3 separate regions of the Zea mays genome follow, and regions 2 and 3 are each linked to region 1. Evidence: chromatin contacts called from public Hi-C data. All regions are on one chromosome and are shown on one strand. Each heading gives the region's core, a stretch centred on a gene start, on an enhancer-like site or on the middle of the called end of the contact. The rest is flanking DNA. Distances are from core to core; before and after follow the strand shown. Region 1 holds the start of LOC100277687. Region 2 holds the start of LOC100216753 (katanin p60 ATPase-containing subunit A1). Region 3 holds the start of LOC100381831 (Protease Do-like 9).

What was found. A called contact is a pair of places that touch in the nucleus more often than the background predicts.
Region 2: a Hi-C map of tassel shows a contact between it and region 1, with 3 times the contacts expected there. The contact joins the promoter of LOC100216753 here to the promoter of LOC100277687 in region 1. A contact is called at or near these places in 7 of 25 Hi-C or Micro-C datasets (ear, endosperm, leaf and 3 more).
Region 3: a contact with region 1 is called in a Hi-C map of leaf, with 4 times the contacts expected there. The contact joins the promoter of LOC100381831 here to the promoter of LOC100277687 in region 1. A contact is called at or near these places in 3 of 25 Hi-C or Micro-C datasets (ear, leaf and tassel).

What each region holds. Positions count from the first base shown.
Region 1 is chr5:214,254,823-214,257,857 of Zm-B73-REFERENCE-NAM-5.0, reverse strand. It overlaps LOC100277687, which reads left to right and starts at 1,648. Exons shown (of 3, transcript NM_001151190.2): 1 at 1,648-2,128; 2 at 2,257-2,414; 3 at 2,953-3,035. The coding sequence starts at 1,858.
Region 2 is chr5:214,057,608-214,060,642 of Zm-B73-REFERENCE-NAM-5.0, reverse strand. LOC100216753 (katanin p60 ATPase-containing subunit A1) reads left to right here and starts at 1,414. Exons shown (of 13, transcript NM_001309903.1): 1 at 1,414-1,884; 2 at 1,997-2,146; 3 at 2,575-2,705. The coding sequence starts at 1,585. LOC103627703 (GDSL esterase/lipase At5g55050) reads left to right here. Exons shown (of 3, transcript XM_008648012.4): 2 at 31-161; 3 at 242-1,193. The coding sequence ends at 958.
Region 3 is chr5:214,412,171-214,415,205 of Zm-B73-REFERENCE-NAM-5.0, reverse strand. LOC100381831 (Protease Do-like 9) reads left to right here and starts at 1,391. Exons shown (of 9, transcript NM_001174625.2): 1 at 1,391-2,016; 2 at 2,313-2,512; 3 at 2,655-2,835. The coding sequence starts at 1,488.

The DNA.
Region 1 (3,035 bases), core at 399-2,898:
CTTATGTATTAATTCCTTAACTTGTAATGCACATGATATTTTCCTTATGTATTAATTCCTTAACTTGTAATGCACATGATGTTTTCCTTATGTATTAATTCCTTAACTTTTAAAGCACATGATGAAGGCCGGTTGTCGAGTAAGTTATCTTAAACTTTGGTAAGCTTTGCGTACTTTTGCTATGGATCTTTTGAATCAATTACAAGGTAATTCATTTAAAAATCGTAGTAACACACTTGTACCTAAATATCATATATAAAAGTCTGTATAATACTGATGGTTGCAATATAGTGGTGAAACAACTAGATTAAAATAACAAAATTTATGTATGGATAGGATCACAAATGTATTAAGAAACCTTTTTTCATAGCAGTACCGTGGTATTATGTGTTTCCGTTGCAACGTACGGGCACTCACCTAGTAGAATACTAATGGTGTACGTTGATCAAGGCAGCAGCATTGTGCCTTGCTACTACGTGGCGTCCGCGCGTTCCATATTTATTTTCATGAAAGTGGCGGCATCTCTTCTAAATAAAAAGCTACAGAGATTTCAAACATGCTGTGTCGCTGTAAAGAAACAAAAGATTTCAGGCTGGTGCGCTTTCGTTTTGCGTTACGCTGCTCGATCGTACTGTTTCTAATAACTTTGAAAGTGGGTGCTCCTCCTTTTTATCTAAAGAAATGATCAACTGATATCCTTCTTTTTTTATCTAAAGAAATGACCAACTAATCTCCCACACATGCAGCACTAGTTGGTATCAAATGAGATCCTGGTGGCCGGTGAGGCAAAACTCAAGCAACGAGCAACAACGCACAAGACTTGAATTTGAACCCCACACACTATACGCCATTGTACCGTACGTCGTGAAACTTTCGTTTTTGGAGCATCTCTGTGGTGGATGTTTTGTACTCCCTCCGTTTCTTTTTATTTGTCGCTGGATAGTGTAAAATTACACTATCCAGCGACAAATAAAAATAAACGGAGGGAGTATCACACAATGGCACAAAGAAAGGTACACGTTGAAACGCACATCGATCAGAAAGAACGACTTCAGAGCGCCGCCGGCCAGACTTGGACGCATCGGTAGCCGGCGGTGGTGGCTGCTGCCGTCTGCCATGGACGACTCAGGCCACGGTTTTCGACGTACGTACGTTCACGTTGGCCGGTGGTGGACGAGACGTACGCAGCAGGAACAGAGAGTGAGTGAGAGAGAGAGAGGCCAGGACGCAATGGTCGATCCGATCCGATGGAACGGCCGCCCTGGTCCGCACGACGCCCCGCGAAAACGACCAATTGATGGAGCTCCCTCTTCTGTCTCGCTGTTGCCGCACTGCAAACTCAAACAACTGCGTTCACGTGCCACTTTCGGGAAAAAGGCAGCGAAAAAACGATCCGTCCGGGAGGGGTCTCAGCTAGCTAAGCTTCCCTCCCCCGGCGGCCAAAAAACCGCGTCGATCGTTGGAATTCTTCCAGGAGCCATCGCATCGGTTTCACTTTCACCGGTCGTGCCACTCGGCCAAAGTACGCGGGTGCGTGCGTGCGCCCGCCCGCCATTGTCACGCACGCACGCACGCCGAGCCGAGCGGAGCAGCAACCGCCGGTTCGCACCAAACCTACGCGCAGGCAGGCTGCAGGGGTAGAAAGAGAAAGAGCAGTGGGTGTGGGTTGGCTTTGGCTTGGCTGGTCGCAGTCGCAGCATATATACCACCTCGGCATTAGAGCGGAGCGGTTGCTCTCTCCACCTCCTCTCTCTCTTTCTCTTTCGGTATCGCAGTCGTCGTCGCCGCTCCCCGGCCGGGCTCGCTCGCGTGCGCGACCCACCCAGCCAGCACACCAGCCAGTCGGCGCAGCAAAGCATGGGGAACTGCCAGGCGGCGGAGGTGGCGACGGTGCTGCTCCAGCACCCGGGCGGGCGGGTGGAGCGGCTCTACTGGTCCACCAGCGCCGCCGAGGTCATGCGCGCCAACCCGGGCCACTACGTCGCGCTCGTCACGCTCCGCGTCGCCGAGGACCGGCAGGACGCCCCGGGCGGGCAGCGGCGCACCGTGCGCCTCACGCGCGTCAAGCTGCTCAAGCCCAAGGAGACGCTGCTCCTCGGTCACGTGTACCGCCTCATCACCACCCAGGGTGCGTACGTCCTCCGTGCGTACCGTGAAAATAAATCCCCCCCGCGGCGGTCCAGTACGTGTGCCCTGCGGCGAACTTACGAGTGAACAACAGGCTTTAACTTGTGCTGCGCTGCTGCTGCTCTGCAGAGGTGACGAAGGCGGTGCAGGCGAGGAAGCAGGACAAGCAGAGGAAAGCGCAGCAGCAGCTGCTGGAGCCGAGGCAGGGCCAGGGCGTGGCGAGTGGCGCCGCGGCCGAGGAGGAGGACGACGACGACGAGGCAGCCTTGGACGCCAGCCTTGATCAGGTGATTGTTACATGGATTAGATTTCGCCTCTCGAACCTTACTCAACTGCTTTCCGATGCTCCCATGCACGCTCTCGCCATGACCCGCACTCCCTCGATCAGTTGCTTCTTCAGGGGGTAGTTAGGTGTTCATCTTCTCGTGACTATCCTCATCACCCGTTCTTGTCCGCACTGTAGAAAATATCTGACAGAACTGAGAATCATAACCATAACAAACAAGTAAAAAAGAACTGTCAGTAGAACTATTATTAGCAAGTAAATACAATATCACAGATTCAACATTCCAGATGAAATGCATACAAGAATCTTTTTTATGGAAAAAAAAAGAAGTGTAGCTAATAACTAACTGATGGCTGATGCTGAGCAGCCAGAAGGAAGTACAACATTAGATTAGGGGGGATAGATTAATAGGTGAGTTTCAACTAATGTCAGGGAGGGGCCGGGGAAGGAATCGTCTCCGAGAATCTTTTCCTTTTTCCACGCAACATGCAAAGGTTCCTTCTCCTGATCACTCTTCTGCTCCTCCCATCTGACTGCAGTTGGCGCGGCAGGACAACGGCAGCCGGAGCTCCAGTGCGCGGCACCGGCAATGGCGGCCGTCGCTGCAGAGCATCGACGAGGC
Region 2 (3,035 bases), core at 165-2,664, 200 kb after region 1:
ACAGATTAGATTTGCAAACGAAAATTTCAGCGAAACTGTTGGGTTTCAAGAGGAGCCCGCCGGCTTACCTGTCCCTGACGCCAAGAACGAGCCGTCAGATCTTGAGAGGCCTCCGCGGCGTCAACTACGCGTCCGGAGGGTCCGGCATCCTCGACACCACGGTAAGCACTACTAGCACACCAGATTTGGTCGTGACTCATTCTTGATCATTTGTACGTACACGTGTCTGTCGACGGACCAGGGGAACACGATCACGTTGACGAAGCAAATCGAGTACTTCGCGGCCACCAAGTCCAAGATGGTGGCGAACAGCGGCACGTCGGCCGTGGACGAGCTGCTGTCCAGGTCCCTCTTCCTCATCAGCGACGGCGGCAACGACGTGTTCGCGTTCCTGCGGCGGAACGGGACGGCGACCGAGGCGCCGTCCCTGTACGCGGACATGCTGTCCAGCTACACGCGGCACGTGCGGGCGCTCCACGGCCTCGGGGCGCGGCGGTTCGGGATCGTGGACGTGCCGCCCCTCGGCTGCGTGCCGTCGGTGCGGGCCGCCTCCCCCGACGGCGCGTCCAGGTGCGTCGACGGCGCCAACGCGCTGGCGAGGGGCTTCAACGACGCGCTCAGGGCGGCGCTCGCCAACCTCACGGCCTCGGGCGCGCTCCCGGGGGCGCGCTACTCCGTCGGCAGCTCCTACAGCGTGGTGTCCTACTTCACGGCGCACCCGGGAGCGGCCGGGTTCAGGGATGTGGCCAGCGCGTGCTGCGGCGGGGGGCGGCTCAACGCGCAGGCCCCGTGCGCGCCCAACGCCACCTACTGCTCCAACCGCGGCGAGTACCTGTTCTGGGACGGGGTGCACGGCACGCAGGCCACGTCCAAGAAGGGCGCCCTGGCCATCTTCTCCGCGCCGCCGCAGATGGGCTTCGCCGCGCCCATCAACTTCAAGCAGCTGGTGTCTTCTTGATGCTTGGAATCCGGAGCTTTCCACCGGTGTGACACAAATCACTACACCTAGCAGCCTAGCACTACCAAAACAGCTTTTGATTATTACACAAATCAGTAGAGAATACAAACTAATAAACCATGTAATGTAGAGCCATAGAGGGAGGGAGCAGCATGTACACAGATTGAGTCCAGCGAGACAAATTTCTCGCCATGTACGCTCGCGAATAAACTAGCAGGTTGCACTATTTGGACGCTGTGCTGACTCAACGACTCCCGTCCGCTGCAATTGCATTGATTTCAAAGTGGAAAAAGTTTTCGGCCCATTAACAAAAATGCGGCTCAAGATAAGCTACCTTCTATTCTATCCCCGCGAACTTAAAAAAAATATTCCGCTCGGCCCAGAAAACCCAATGCTGGCTACGAAATACTCAGTACACGTGAACGTCACACGAAGACGTAGATCAGCATTTGACGCTTCGTTCTTTCGTGGGCGGGGGGAAAGCCCAGCTGCGAAACTCTGGCCGCGAACTCTCTGGCATCGCCGTCCCGGCCTCGAGCCATCCACGTTCCACGGTCTCGAACTCGAAGCCCAGCACCACGCGACCACGAGCCGCCCTTCTCCGGCGGCGTCGCAGTGAGCCCGGCATGGCCATGCTACTCCGCCGCCGACTCCCGCTGCTCCGCCTCCTCCGGCCGCTGCATACTGGATCGATGGCTTCGATCTCTTCGTCCTCCACACCTCCCCCTCCCCCTCCCCCTCCTCTTCAGAAACCTCACGCCGCCTTCGTGGGGCCAAGATCACGCCGCCTGCGGTTCCCCAATGCCGCGCCCGTTGAGTCGGGGCGGGGGGCTGGGAAATCATCTCCCGCTGCCGCCTATCTCGCTATGGGCGCGGCCGCCGCCCTCGCGTCACTGCCGGTGGCCTACGCAGACAGCAATGAGCAGGTTTTGTCAATTGGCTTTTCTACCATTGCTCGAATTTTTTTGTTTTTGTTTTTGTAATTCCGGGAGTGAGGTTTGCATGGGTTGAGCACTTGAGCTTCGTTTGCGTTTGCAGGGAGCGGTCGACACAGTAGCGAGTGCCGATCCCGCGGTTGGGGAGGATTTGGCCCGCAAGGAGAGGAAGAGGATATTGGAGCTTGTCCAGAGCCGAGGGATGCAGCGCGGGTCATACCCGAAGTTTGATGTTGCAGTGAAGGGCCAGAAGGTTGTTATTTCTCCCAAATTTTCTGGCGATATACATGTGTTTACTGTCTCATGTTTATTAGCATTAAAAAATTATCCCATGCTCCTGTTTTCGTGAAATTAAGCACACTGTATGCATTCATTATATGGTAGAAAGACGAATTGTAGGACGGTGGGGCATGACTATGCTGCAAATATAGAAACATGTGTCCTTATTTGAGTGTGAGTATTAGTACACGAAAGCTGTGGAGTAGCCGAGTAGGAAGCTTTAAAACTATCAGAACACAGCAGTGCTGTTCTCTAGAAATGATATGCAATCTGACTATCAATACCATAGCAAGTTAGAAGCATATCTTATCTTTTCTGCTACCACTATCAGTAGCAACCATGTTTCATCGGCACTTAATGATAATGACTATATTTCTCAGAATTGGTTTGTTTCTCAAACAGGTGGTTGTTAAATTCAACATGCCATCTAATTGCAATGTATCACACCTTATCGTTGATCTTGTAACACATATTGGACTTGAGGCAGAACAACATGGTGGTGGCTCAGAGGTTTTAGTGCGTGCTTGGGACAGGTTAGCAAAGAAAGTCTATTTCATTACAAATGCATTATGCATATGCAATTACCTTTCGCCATTCATGGCAAGCATAAATCACAACAGAACAATTTCAGCTTTAATCTTCGTGTATCATCCTGTACTCCTGTGGGTGTATATGCTCTATGTATACTGGTTTTTAGCTTCTGATAAACCACATCTCTATGCCTTCTGTTTATATGAGCTGAGCATATTGTTAATTGGGTGGCTCCAGAGGGTTCTATTAAACGATGTGATTCATTTTTGTTGATGAATTCGCCCACCCATACAAATCCTTATCTCCACAATTCTCTCTTTCCTGTCCTTTGG
Region 3 (3,035 bases), core at 142-2,641, 160 kb before region 1:
GGAGATCGATCCAGATGCCACTTCATTTGGCAGCACAAACTCGGTGCTTTCTTTTTTTCTGCTATGGCATGATGCCCTCCCTGCTACTACCACGGACCCAAATGCGGCGGCCTTGTTAGCAGCATCAGGCTGGAATGATGGAGCTGATCAGCTGCAATTGGCATCCGATGCTAATATATGATGTGACATGCTCCCCGTCTCACTGATCGGGTCAGTGCTCTGCAACTAATCTGCTGCACCTGAAGAAGAAAGCATAGCGGGATGAAAAAAAAGACATGGCTGTCAGCAGCAGCAGCCTACCGAAAAGAGTGTGAATGGTTAATAACTCGGAGCACCTCTAGTGACAGTGACGCTTTAGAATATCTCATTGATGGATGCATTGGAGCATGTACTGAAAAAACCAGGACTGAAAATGATGGTCCTCGCAGAGGATGGAGAAGGAGACCCTGCAGTCTGCACGCAGGACGGACAGTCTCAGTGCTAGTTCAAAGGCAGATTGCCAGGATGAGATTTCAGTTCAACCTCGTCGTTGAGCTACTCCCTTCGTTTCTTTTTAGTTGTCGCTGAATAGTTTAATTTTGCACTATCCAGTGACAACTAAAACGAAACGGAGGGAGTACAAGGTTCACTCTCCTCGACCCCTCACCATCTCTGCGAAATGGAATGGAGAAGTGGAGGATTCTTGGGAGCGTCTAGGCAGTCTGTACCTTTACAGCGACCACTTGTCTGACCGCAGTATTTCTCACTAAACAGCAGAGATTGCCACATCAACCGTCTAATCATGAAACCGATGGATGGAGATTGAATTGTCGATGTCTGGAAGTAACTGAACCTTGTGTACACAGTCATGGTTCACATACCAGGTCCTGCATAGAATGGTTTTCCTTATGCATCTGAGCATCTTCAAGTGACAAGTGGGCTATTTGGCACAAGTCACTGTCAGCCTCAGGAGGTTGATCAGCTAAGCTATGACAAGTCAGGTCTCCGATGTGCAAAGTGGAAAGCACCATCGCAATGCGCAGCGGTGTCCCCTCCAAATCAAGAGAGGTGTAGTCACATACTTTGCACGCATAGAATGCTGCTAAGCCTGAGGGCTGAGGCGTACGCCATGCCAACGATTCGATTATCCTTCTGTGTGACCTTCTGCAAGCACATGTTGTTGAGTATAGTGACTGACGTAGACTAGGAACGGTCAGGACAGGCCTAGAGACGTCATTCAGTAGTAAACACAGTGCAGTGCTGGTGGACTGTATATTTCAATCAGACAAACAATGGTAGGGCAGCAGTATCGCTTCTAAACAAATGGAACGTCACGATGCGCAAACCAACTGACAAAAACACTCCAGTCTGTGAAACAGTGGAACCCTGAATCAATCCAGCCCAATCCGGCCTGCACGGCCCGCCTCGAACCGGGCCGACACTCCTCATCTTCCCCGGTTCGGCACTTCGGCTCGTCCTCCTCGCGGCGAAACCCTAGCCCGCCCCCCATGGACGATCCCTCCTCCGCCTCCAACAAGCACAAGCGCAAGCGGGGGCGCAAGCCCAAGGCGTCGCCGCCCTTCCCCGACCGCTCCTCCCCCTCTCCCTCGGCCGCCCCCGCTCCGGCTGGGCGTCGTGGCCGCAAGCCGCGACGTCACGAGGCCCCCGCCGACGCGGACGCCACGCGTCCGCCGTCCCCGCCCCGCCGCGGGGAGCCGAAGCCGGTGGCAAACGGAGGCGATGTGGTGGCAGTGGCGGAGTCAGGCCCCGCGAGCTGGGATGAGGTGGTGAGGGTAGTGCCGTGCATGGACGCTGTGGTCAAGGTGTTCTGCGTGCACACGGAGCCCAACTTCTCGCTGCCGTGGCAGCGGAAGCGGCAGTACAGCTCCAGCAGCAGCGGATTTATCATCGGCGGCCGCCGTGTCCTCACCAATGCTCACTCCGTGGAGCACTATACCCAGGTTAAGCTTAAGAAGCGCGGCTCCGACACCAAGTACCTTGCCACCGTCCTGGCCATCGGCACAGAGTGCGACATTGGTGCGCCCGCTCTCCCCATCCCTGCCACTGTCTCCATTGTTTATTTCTTACTCTTAGTTTTTTTTCTTCTTATTGTGATGTTGGGTTTGTCCATTGTAGTCGTGAAAATCGGATGCATAGTAATTTCTATATTGTTTTCTTGGAGAAATACACCAAGATCATTTTTTATGGTATCTATGAAACTTCTGAGGTTATAGCATCGTTTGAGTTATGGCATGGTACTTATCATACAGTTGATTTTTCATGTTGCTTATGCAATCTAATTTGATATTATTCGTTTGTTCTATCTGTCTCAGCGCTCTTAACTGTCAATGACGATGAATTCTGGGAAGGAGTTTCACCTGTTGAGTTTGGAACATTACCAGCCCTTCAGGATGCAGTTACTGTTGTTGGTTATCCAATTGGAGGAGATACCATATCCGTGACAAGTGGAGTGGTCTCTAGGATAGAAATACTTTCATACGTTCATGGTTCTACAGAACTTCTAGGATTGCAGGTACATTTTTTTTCCTGAAATTATGATAACTTCAAATAAATCTTTTTATAAAGATAGATGTTGCAAGTGAAGTAACTATTTTGAGAAACCATGACTTATCGGCTCACCGACGTGTCTAATACGGGCCTTGTCTTGTTGATAGATAGATGCAGCTATTAATTCAGGAAATTCAGGTGGCCCAGCTTTTAATGATAGGGGAAAATGTGTCGGTATAGCTTTTCAGTCTCTTAAACATGAAGATGCGGAGAACATAGGTTATGTGATACCGACTCCAGTTATTACACATTTCATTGAGGACTACAAAAAATCTGGAGAATACACAGGTAATATGCTCTTTTCTGTAATTACTGGGAGTAATTGTTGGTTTTATTAGCATGATCATGCATTTGGGTCCGCAGTCTACAACTGTTACAAAAACAATGGGAAGATGTTATTGACATTTTAGTCTGTAGTTGTACCAGTCTATGGATCCTGTTCTTCCAGCATTACATGGTTTATCACATGATGATTGTTTTCTCTTCTA